2 separate regions of the Gossypium hirsutum genome follow, and region 2 is linked to region 1. Evidence: chromatin contacts called from public Hi-C data. All regions are on one chromosome and are shown on one strand. Each heading gives the region's core, a stretch centred on a gene start, on an enhancer-like site or on the middle of the called end of the contact. The rest is flanking DNA. Distances are from core to core; before and after follow the strand shown. Region 1 holds the start of LOC107936319 (protein PHR1-LIKE 3). Region 2 holds the start of LOC107936325 (peroxiredoxin-2F, mitochondrial).

Region 1 (4,932 bases), core at 1,315-3,814:
AGATGTGATTTCAAGTGATAGAGGGTAAGGCCTTTTACTCCCATTGTTCTCATAATAGTCTTTGGGGTTGCTTCTGCAGTGCATATGAAGACAAAATAAGCTATCTACAACTTTAGAATAACAAAATGCAAGAGCATACAAGACATAACAGAAGGGCGCATGAACATTGACTTTTATAATGCCATTGTCAATCAGCTAGGTTTGGTTCACAAAAAAAAAGGAAAACACTTTGGCATTCAAATAGGGAAGCATGCATGCTATAAATGGACAAGACATTATATTAAACTATGGCACAGTTATGATTAGAGAAGTCCGGAAAATAATCATCTATATCTTCGGTAGAATATGAACCACAGTTGCACCTGGAAATAAAGCCCCGACTTCCAACTCAGAGCATACAAAGCCTGATAAACTTTTTCTCTCAGCAGTGACAAGCCTCACCGAAACATAAAGATGCCAGAAAGTTTAACAGTCAGACACTAGTTGCCTACAGATTTAGGTGGTTGCCAATTGGCCATCATGAAATCACCCATAGTGCTCTTAGGTTGTTATCCATATCTTACTACATTTTGCTTCCTCTATTCAAATGAGCAAATTAGTCCATCTATCTTAACAGCAAAGAGAAAATTGGTCCTTTATGTTAAAAATTCCATCTATTTGTACTATTTAAAACTGACGTGATTGATGGAATAACCAAACAGTGTCACGTGGTGTGCCACCTATACCTCTTGCTGATGTACAAAGACTAGTTTTTTTAACAATAAAAATTGATAGAATTTTTAACAAAGGACCAATTTGCTTTTTGATTTAATATACAGGGATTAAGTTGCCCATTTTTTTAGTTAGAGGGAGCAAAATGCAGTCTAACTCCTAGTATAAGGACCTCAATTGTACTTTTACCTGCTACCATCTTATCTGAAAATCACTCACAAAATCAACTATTTTTTATGGTGGTTCCCCAAATCTTTTGACCTCGCATACCAATGGGATTTCAGTTTTCCAAAAGCATCATTATTGCAATTTCAAGCATATAGATTTCTTGAGCAATATCCTCAGAAATCCAATTTAGACACCAAAAATTGAACTATTCATTTAAAGAGACAAGTCCAAGCATTGCATCTAAACCGAACATTGCGTCTTCCAAAAAGAAGGAAATAACACCGCAGCATCTTACAAGCTATGCTTAAACACCATAAAAAAACTTGCTGCACAAGCCCCGTAACTTAATCATTAGGCAGAGTTTTTACACGAAAAAGAAAAACACTAAAACCAAGAATATTCTTCCCAGGCCAAGACAAAGTACCATACTTACACTAGTTTGTCTTCCAACAAAAGCAAGCTAAGTTGCTGACCAAATTATTGAACTCAATGGCCCCAAAACAAGGTTTTGTCTTTTTGGTTGTATTTTATCATAACAGAAGTACACAAACAACATATGGTGGGCTACCGAATTTGACCAAAACTAGGCTTAATGAATCAACTAGACAGTATCTATGTGTTTATATGCAAATGTAAGTTGTGTAAAAATATTAGCAAGAGGTCAAAAATATAGGATTGGCAGATATGATGAAGAAAGAAACAGCCAATAGCAATAAGGTAAAGTTCCTAGACAGTCATGATTCATTTTGAAATGATGTTAATGGAGGTCATGATTCTAAACCATTGCAGTGATATTGTGGCTGCTTATTAATATTAAGTCATAGCTGATATGAAGAACACCCTAACAACATATCTTCTTCATCCAAATAGGGAAAAAAAATATAAATTTTATGAACTGAGGGATTCATGAGTAGATAAAAACTAGAATTACCAAAATAATAATTGGAAAAAAAAGAAGCCCAAATCTCAAAAGCAAGACTAAAACAAAGAAACCAACCCAAAAAAAAAAATTCAGCTATCAATCTAAAAGATCCCGATATGACCAAATCTCATCGCATGAACCCGCCAAGTACTAAAAGTGTTCCAAAATCCTAAACGCTCATTAATATATAACACATTATATAAAATAAAATGATATAAATCCAAATGCTTAAGAAAAAGGGGAGGGGGGTTGGGGAATCACATTTTTAAAGTTGAAAGCAAAAGCAAAGAGAAGCTATAAAGGGGAAAAAAACTGACTGTCAGGGCCGCCAAGTTGAGTAACAGCATCGACGAAACGTTCATGGAGCTCGGCGGTCCATCGGAGTCGGGGCTTAGGATCGGTTGTTAAGACCAAACAAGCATCACCAGGCAAGTTTGTACCATCAAGCGAGCCTTGATAATCTCCCACCCTTCCATCTAATGGTAACGACGGAATAGCCGAGTACATTTCTTCTGGAACCTTGTTCCCAGATAGAAAAAATGCAGTGGAAAAATGAATGGGGGGTGAAAGAGTGGAGCTCTTTGTCCGGGTCTCCAGTTCGGGTACGGAGGCCCAAAGTTAGATGGAGAGAGGAAGAGGAAGGAGAAGAAGATGAGAAGAGAGAGAGAGAGAGAAAAGGGGAGTGAGTGAATATTGAGGCATGCAGAGGTTAAGACAGCGATGTATTGTGTCCTTGTCTTTGTTCTTTCGCTTTCATCTCTCTCTCTCTCTCTCTCTCTCTCCCATCCATCTCTTTTAATTAAATAATTTATTATTGTTTTTGGATTCACTTAATCTGTTGAATTTAAATTAAATAAATTTAATTAATTTATATCACTTGGCAACTTTTAACAGAGCAAACAGTTGTAGCGATGGGTACAACCTTGATTTTCTTTCAAAAATGATATGTACAGATTTTGTAGGTCTCTCTATTCCATTATTACCGACAAATGGTTGATTGAAATGGTTCTATAAAGAGAAAAATGGTAACACCCTATTCTAGTTAAAGTGAAAATATAAATTTTAAATTTGAAAACCACATCTCATATTTCAATCCTGCAAAACATAATTTCAAACACCTTAAGTTTAAAATAATAAAAAATAAAATATTTAATACATTATTGGTGAAATTTTTAAATTTTAAAAAAATTGTTAAAATAAAAAATGAAAAAGTAGAAATTATCTATATTAAATGAAAATTTTGCTTGAGGTTTTTGTGAAAATGACAAATATAGGGCTAAGTTTTGATTAAGACTTTTGAGGCTGAATTGACATAAATATGAAGTTGCTTGAGATTTTAGAACAGTTTAATACCTAATTAGATTTTTAAATTAATTTTGAAGTAAGCTATTCAAGTTAATCAACTAATTGGCAGTTTTTTTTTTAAAGTTGATTGCATATTTCTATACTTGCATTATTGGTTGGTACGGTTAGCTCACTTTGAATTTCAAAACTAACATTTGAAATAAAATTTAAAATTACATACATTTTAATTTAATATATAATATTATACAATTTTAATTTTATATAATTATATACATAGAATTCTAATTTTATTCAATTTAACAAATTATTAACACTGTACAACATAACACTATTTTAATATTTTATGTTTACATATTACATATATAAAATCTTATATATATCTGTCTAAAAAAACTTTACAATTCAATAAAATCCAAAGCTTATAACCTGAAACACAATATTTGCTCAACAAAATGAGCTAGCTGGCTCGAAGTATGAAAATCCAAAGCAATAATTCCGCCCAAACAATATTGGAACAGACCTAAGAGCCTTAACACGAAATTTCATCCCGACAAACTTAAAATGATTACACATGTGGCACCCTCCTTATTCTTCTAGATTAACAGAAGATGCTTTTACAAGAAACTCGACCAACTCGGTTGCTCAACAAAATAAAGCATGGGCGAATGCCCCTAAAAGTACAGAGAAATTAAGGTGCAATATTTAAATCCTAACACAGTTTGGACAACTTTGGGCAACCCCACGGAGATCTATAAATACCATGACTATGGAGTTGATTTGGTATGATTATAATTTATTTTGTACCATTCTTTCCTTTTCCCTTCAAATCTTTGCTGACTTGAGTATCAGAGGGTACTTTGAAGTACAAACTCTGGTGTGCTCTAACTTGTTTTCTACTTTGCAAATAATTTGAAATATCAATTTAACCCATTTAAACCATTTTTTTTGTAAATAAACCATAATAAATTGATGTCTTTTGTGGGAATCCAATAAAAAAAAACTATAGATTCTCCCACTAAACAACCCAGCCTAACCATTGCAAAAACCCAAAATCTAGAGCCACGACCCCTAATGCAGTTAATCGCCGAACATTCACCCATTGTAATCTTGATATAAGAGATCCACCTAGCACAGTAACCAACGGAATCGCTAGATCAACTTTAGTTGCTAATCTCTCTGCGCAATATGTCTACTCTTAAGATTCCTTTAGCCTCTTTCACTAGTTGGGTGCAACCAATCCTTGAGCAAAGTAACTTAGCTACCAATCCTTTTTTCTTTAAGTTCACTTATCGACAATAGAGACAACATAAGTTAGCTTGAGTACTTCACATTCAGTTGCACCTAGCCTGCCAAGAACAAACACGTTATTGATCACATCTAGGTCACAAGATATAAATAGCTTCCCACAAATTTTTTCTTTTACATTTTAGGATCTAGTGCCCTTAGTGTAATGATTTTGTCTATGTACTTGTTATTTTTCAAAGAAATTGATTTTAAAAAATTCATCATTATCATTAATATATTTTGTATAATGTCCTCAACGTTTTTTGCATGTAAAACAAAATGAAAGCAAATATTAGCTCATTGATTATTTAATATTTAAACTAATATTAAGCGGCATTTCATGTTCAGATCGTAATACGAGAAGATAACTTATATTAGTAGACAATCTAAACATGTCCTTAGTCTAATCAGAATTGAGAAAATCGATGGAAAGATCGATATGTTGTCTATCAAGTCCAAATCAGCAGATATCTCATCTTGGGTACCGGAGCAGATGACTCCTAGAATATAGAGACATAGATGTGACTGATTTGATTGACAGT
Region 2 (4,924 bases), core at 759-3,258, 290 kb before region 1:
GTCTTCAAGAATATGTAAAACAAGCAAATTCTAAAACAAGGCACCGGCTGGGACAGATTCGTAGATTAAATTGGTCCAAGACCTCTCAAGTTTATATGAGGATCAGAGATGAATGTCAAAGGCGTTTCTTCGATCTATATGAAATTCTGATAACAAATGCATAGTTCTAGAAGTACCTTTCAGAGCGAGGCCCAAGCAAAGCAGCAGAGAGATCTTTTCCCAATTCCAGGCTCTTGTGGAAGCTCCCATCAAAGTCCCCATAAAATTCAATCTATAAAGAGATTTTAGATGATTAAGAGATGGATAAAAAAATAATGCACTTCAATAGAGAAAAGGGAAGGGAAAAACAAAAACAGAACAAATAGCTTCGAGTTCAGATTGTATTAATCTCAGTTTAAATTTTTACAAATGCCAAAGATCTTTCAAAGTGATTACAGGCCCTCAGATAAAAAAATAATGATGCGACAGACTTTCTATCTTCCTAATCACTACATCTCCACTGAACCATACGTAATAATTAGGAATATGAGAACAATGATAAATCCAAATTGCAAAACAATAATATTAAACTCGTCAACAATCAACAAGACAGCATAAGAAAGAATTCGTACAATGCACAAGTAACACTACACATCATTAACATGGAATGACTTACCACATCTTTGGCTTGCAGTTTGTCTGCCCAGGCATTCATAACATAAGGATCATTAATGGCAACACAAATGACTGAATCAATTCTTTTAGCCTTGAACTTATCGATGTTCTTCTTGTAACTAGGCACATGCTGTTGTGAACAAACACCTGTGTATGCTCCCTATACACAATCCCAAATACAATGTAAATCCAAGTTTCATCAAATTTCCATTCTAAATAATAACATCAGAAATAGCAAACTGATAGGTCCACACTCCACTTTCTTTTGTTCTTCTTCTTTCCTAAACCCGGTTCTTTGAAATACGAAAATCATGCACCCTATGTTACCTAGACTTTTCTGTTTTGGACGCCTATGCCAGACACATATTTGGGCATAAATATCGGATTACAATCATCCAAATATATGAAAACGCTTAAAAAGAAAATTGGGGTATACTCGTGTTTGGCACATACTTTCGTATCTGACACTTCCAATTCCGGGTAACATAGCAAGTGAACCAAATGCAAGGATACATCTACATTCTTCTTTAGATACTGCTAAATTGCTTTTTATTAAACTATTTAGTAAAATCTACCACATCGGAAAAGCTTTGAAAAGTTCCATTCTCTTTAACATAAACTACTTACTCCACTGCCAATTTCAGCATTACAAGAACTAAGAATCGTCACATCATAGATATCTAAATCATGCATATAGTACCTCATATACGGAGCAATCCTCCAGAATTCGTTAATATACAAATTTAAGCTCAGATTTTCCAAACACAATCTCGCAAAATCAAATTCCATCTCTCAATTTCCACATATATAGAGCAGGTGAAATTGGGGGGGGGGGAGAGAGAGACTTACAGGTAGTCCAAAGATGACAACTTTCTTGCCCTGAAATGAAAAATTCTAAAACAAAATTAATACATACTGAATTAAATAATATTGAAAGAGAAACTATACAACGAAACCTTGAAGATGTCATTGACAGAAGTAGTGGAGAAATTGGAGGTAACGCCTTCATCCCAGCTTCGAGCTTTCTGGAGACTAACTTGGGATGCGGCAGACAGAATGTCAGTCCCCACAGCAACCGAGGCATAGCTTCTCCTTGACGCTTCCGTTAGAAGACTTGACTTGATAACGGATGAGGTTGCTCGCCTTAGAATTGTTGACGCCATTGGCTCAGGATGCAGCTGTTGGTATGGGATTCTTTGTCTCAGTCTCTGCTTTGCTTCCGATTGTTTCTTTCACAGGTTTTGGGAATCTTGTTGGTGGAACAAATGTGTTGGGCGGGCCTAACTGGCTTTAACCATTTTTGGACTAAGTTTTGGTATTCACAGCAAAAACAAGTCCTTTACGTTATTGGTCTACAGAAAAATGTTTTTTTTTTTAAATATATTGATATTTGGAATGTCTAATATATTTTTAAACTACTTTTTTATCTTTACTATTGTATTTAATAATTAAATTTTATTAAATTAATTTATATTTTAAAGTTTTCAAAAATAATATAATTAAGAGATTAAAACATGATAATTGACAAATTAAATTTTCAAAAAATGATAATTAGAATGAATATACTATTATTTAAAAATTACAGAAATAGTAATTTAATTCAAACATATTATTTCATAAAAAGAAATGTCAAAACTCCTAAGCAATATTATTAAAAATAATAAGATAATATAAAAAGATATAATTATCTTTGTTTTATTTAGTAATTAGATAGAATGGAAGCTAATTACATAAAAATATTCATTTTATTCTTCCAGCTCATTTGTTTTTAACATGTACAAATTGATTAACATGATTGTCAACTTTACTTTTGTAATTGAACACTGTTGGTCAGCCTTCAATTTTAAAAATGATTTTCTCCTCCTTACATTACTAAGTATATCAATTAGCTTAACTAATAATTAATCAAATATAAGAATAAATCAAGATGTGTTTGGATGTATTATTAAATTGATTTTTTATTTGTGTCAACTTAATATATTAAAAAAAACCTTTCTTTAATATTAAATTATAATATTTTTTCCTATTAGTGTCATCTATTCATATATTCGAAGAGGAACTAACAATGCATATTATAAGGATACTCATTCTGTTAGCTATTGATTATTAGTTGATAAAAATTAAATTATTTTTGCTTCAAATCCACCTAACTTAATTTTACTCTCGAAAAATGAGAATTTTCGTAGAAATTCTTTAAGGCAACGAAGCAAAGCGCCAGCAAACTCGAAAGAGAAGAAGCCACGAATGAATAGAAAAACCATAACAAAAATAGTACACATCAAGTGTTTGAATAAATGCTCTTAAAAGTATTCTATTACTTTGAAGGATTACAATTGAGTGACTAAAAATGAGGGGGGAAAGTCTTTATTCATAGTTGAGATCTCATAGATCCAATAGTACTGTAACACCCTTTACCTGAGACCGTCGCCGGAGTCGAGCATGAGGCGTTACCAGACTAATCTTACTTGTTCGGGGCGTAAAAAAAATTTTCCGATTATTTACACAAATCAAAACAATTTATTTCACTATTCATAATAAAACTATCCACCTGCATGATAGTCACTAAATTAATTATAACTCGAGTTACAAAACTTTAAATTTAAATATGTAAATTTTTCCTGAAACTAGACTCATATGACTTCTTACCATAGTTTTTCCAGAATTTTTTATTTGGCCAATTAGTACAGTTTATTCATTAAATGTTCCCCTGTTTCGCAGTTCAGCAAACCTGACCTCTCTTCACTAAAACTCAATTATCTCATTATACAGAATTTGGATAACATTTACGTTTGTTTCTAATTAAAATAGACTCAGTAAGGAATCTATACCTATAAAATATGACTTATAATTATTTTTATAAAATTTCTAGTGAGTTTTCAAATTTGGAATAGGGGATCACAAAGTCACTCTAAACCAGTCTTACAAAAATTTAAATATCTCAGAATATAGATTTCCTTTGCTTGCTCTGTTTCTTTCCTACGAAAATAGACTCAATAAGATTTAATTCTATATCTTATTCACTATTTAATTCCATTTCTACAATTTTTATTGATTTTTCAAAGTCACGTCACTGCTATGTTTCCTAACTGTTCCATGGCCAACTCTTACTCTTTCATAATTTCTTTGCATCAAACCTCATTTAAGCATACATAATACCAAAACAAGTTCTTATTTAGCTATATCATAAGCTAATCATTACCAAGTAATCACATGCCATTCCTTAATTATATCATAAGGACATACACATAAAATAGCCAAGTCCCTATACATGCCATAACTTAAAAGTATTTCTAGTCACAAAATACTGAGATAACTCATTGATAGTGTGAGGCGATCTCTAACGTCTTTACGATTTTTCGAGTTGGCTTTGCGATACTATGAAAAAGAGAAAAAATAAAGGGAGAAAGCATAAAGCTTAGTAAGTTTGCATGTAAATAAACAACAACATTCTAAATGAATTATCTCTTTCTTATCTTATCAAAATCACTATAACCTTTAAACTCAATATGCATAAGTTTTGAATTCTTACCTAAACCTCTCAAACATGTACTTATCTTACCTTTCCTTTGGTACACTCTTTAAATTTCCCTTTGAACCACTTGGAATACTTAGGATACATGGGTACCTTTCCTTTTTAAACTTACCATTGCCATGTCTTGACATGATCTTACATGGTATCCTTGCCTTATGAACTCACCATTGCCATGCCTTGGCACGGTCTTACATGGGATCTTTGCGTTATAGTAGTTTATCAATGCAATGTCTTGGCATGGTCTTACATGATTTCCTTGCCTTGTAAAACTTACCAATGTCATGCCTTGGCATGGTCTTACTTGGTATCCTTAAACCCTAATGTCATGACATTTGCATCCTATACATTCCTAAGGTTCAACCGGGACTTTTAAGTATCATTTCTCCACCAATTCTTGCTTGAATCATCAAGGAGTAAATTTAAAAAATAAATATATAGATGCTGAAAAATAAAATCATTAATTATAATTAATAAAACATTGCATTTATTTACCGCAAACTTACCTCGATACAAAATACGATCAAATATTTTGATTTAGTCCTCAACCTTTTTCTTTCCTCGGTCTAACCCCAAATTTTGTTCTTTTTGATCTATAATAGCAAATTTAACTTATTTAATATTCAAATTTATCAAAATAGTCTTTAACTCTAACTTTGAAAAAATTACGATTTTACCCCTAAAATTTTATATATTTACACTTTTGCCCCAAGGCTCGGAAATGAAGCTTTATCCCTAATT

Evidence for each region. A called contact is a pair of places that touch in the nucleus more often than the background predicts.
Region 2: a Hi-C map of leaf shows a contact between it and region 1, with 2.0 times the contacts expected there. The contact joins the promoter of LOC107936325 here to the promoter of LOC107936319 in region 1. A contact is called at or near these places in 4 of 34 Hi-C or Micro-C datasets (callus and leaf).

What each region holds. Positions count from the first base shown.
Region 1 is chrA10:68,652,744-68,657,675 of Gossypium_hirsutum_v2.1, reverse strand. It overlaps LOC107936319 (protein PHR1-LIKE 3), which reads right to left and starts at 2,564. Exons shown (of 6, transcript XM_016869018.2): 1 at 2,119-2,564; 2 at 1-73. The coding sequence starts at 2,308.
Region 2 is chrA10:68,938,294-68,943,217 of Gossypium_hirsutum_v2.1, reverse strand. LOC107936325 (peroxiredoxin-2F, mitochondrial) reads right to left here and starts at 2,008. Exons shown (of 5, transcript XM_016869024.2): 1 at 1,611-2,008; 2 at 1,504-1,533; 3 at 656-814; 4 at 177-271. The coding sequence starts at 1,817.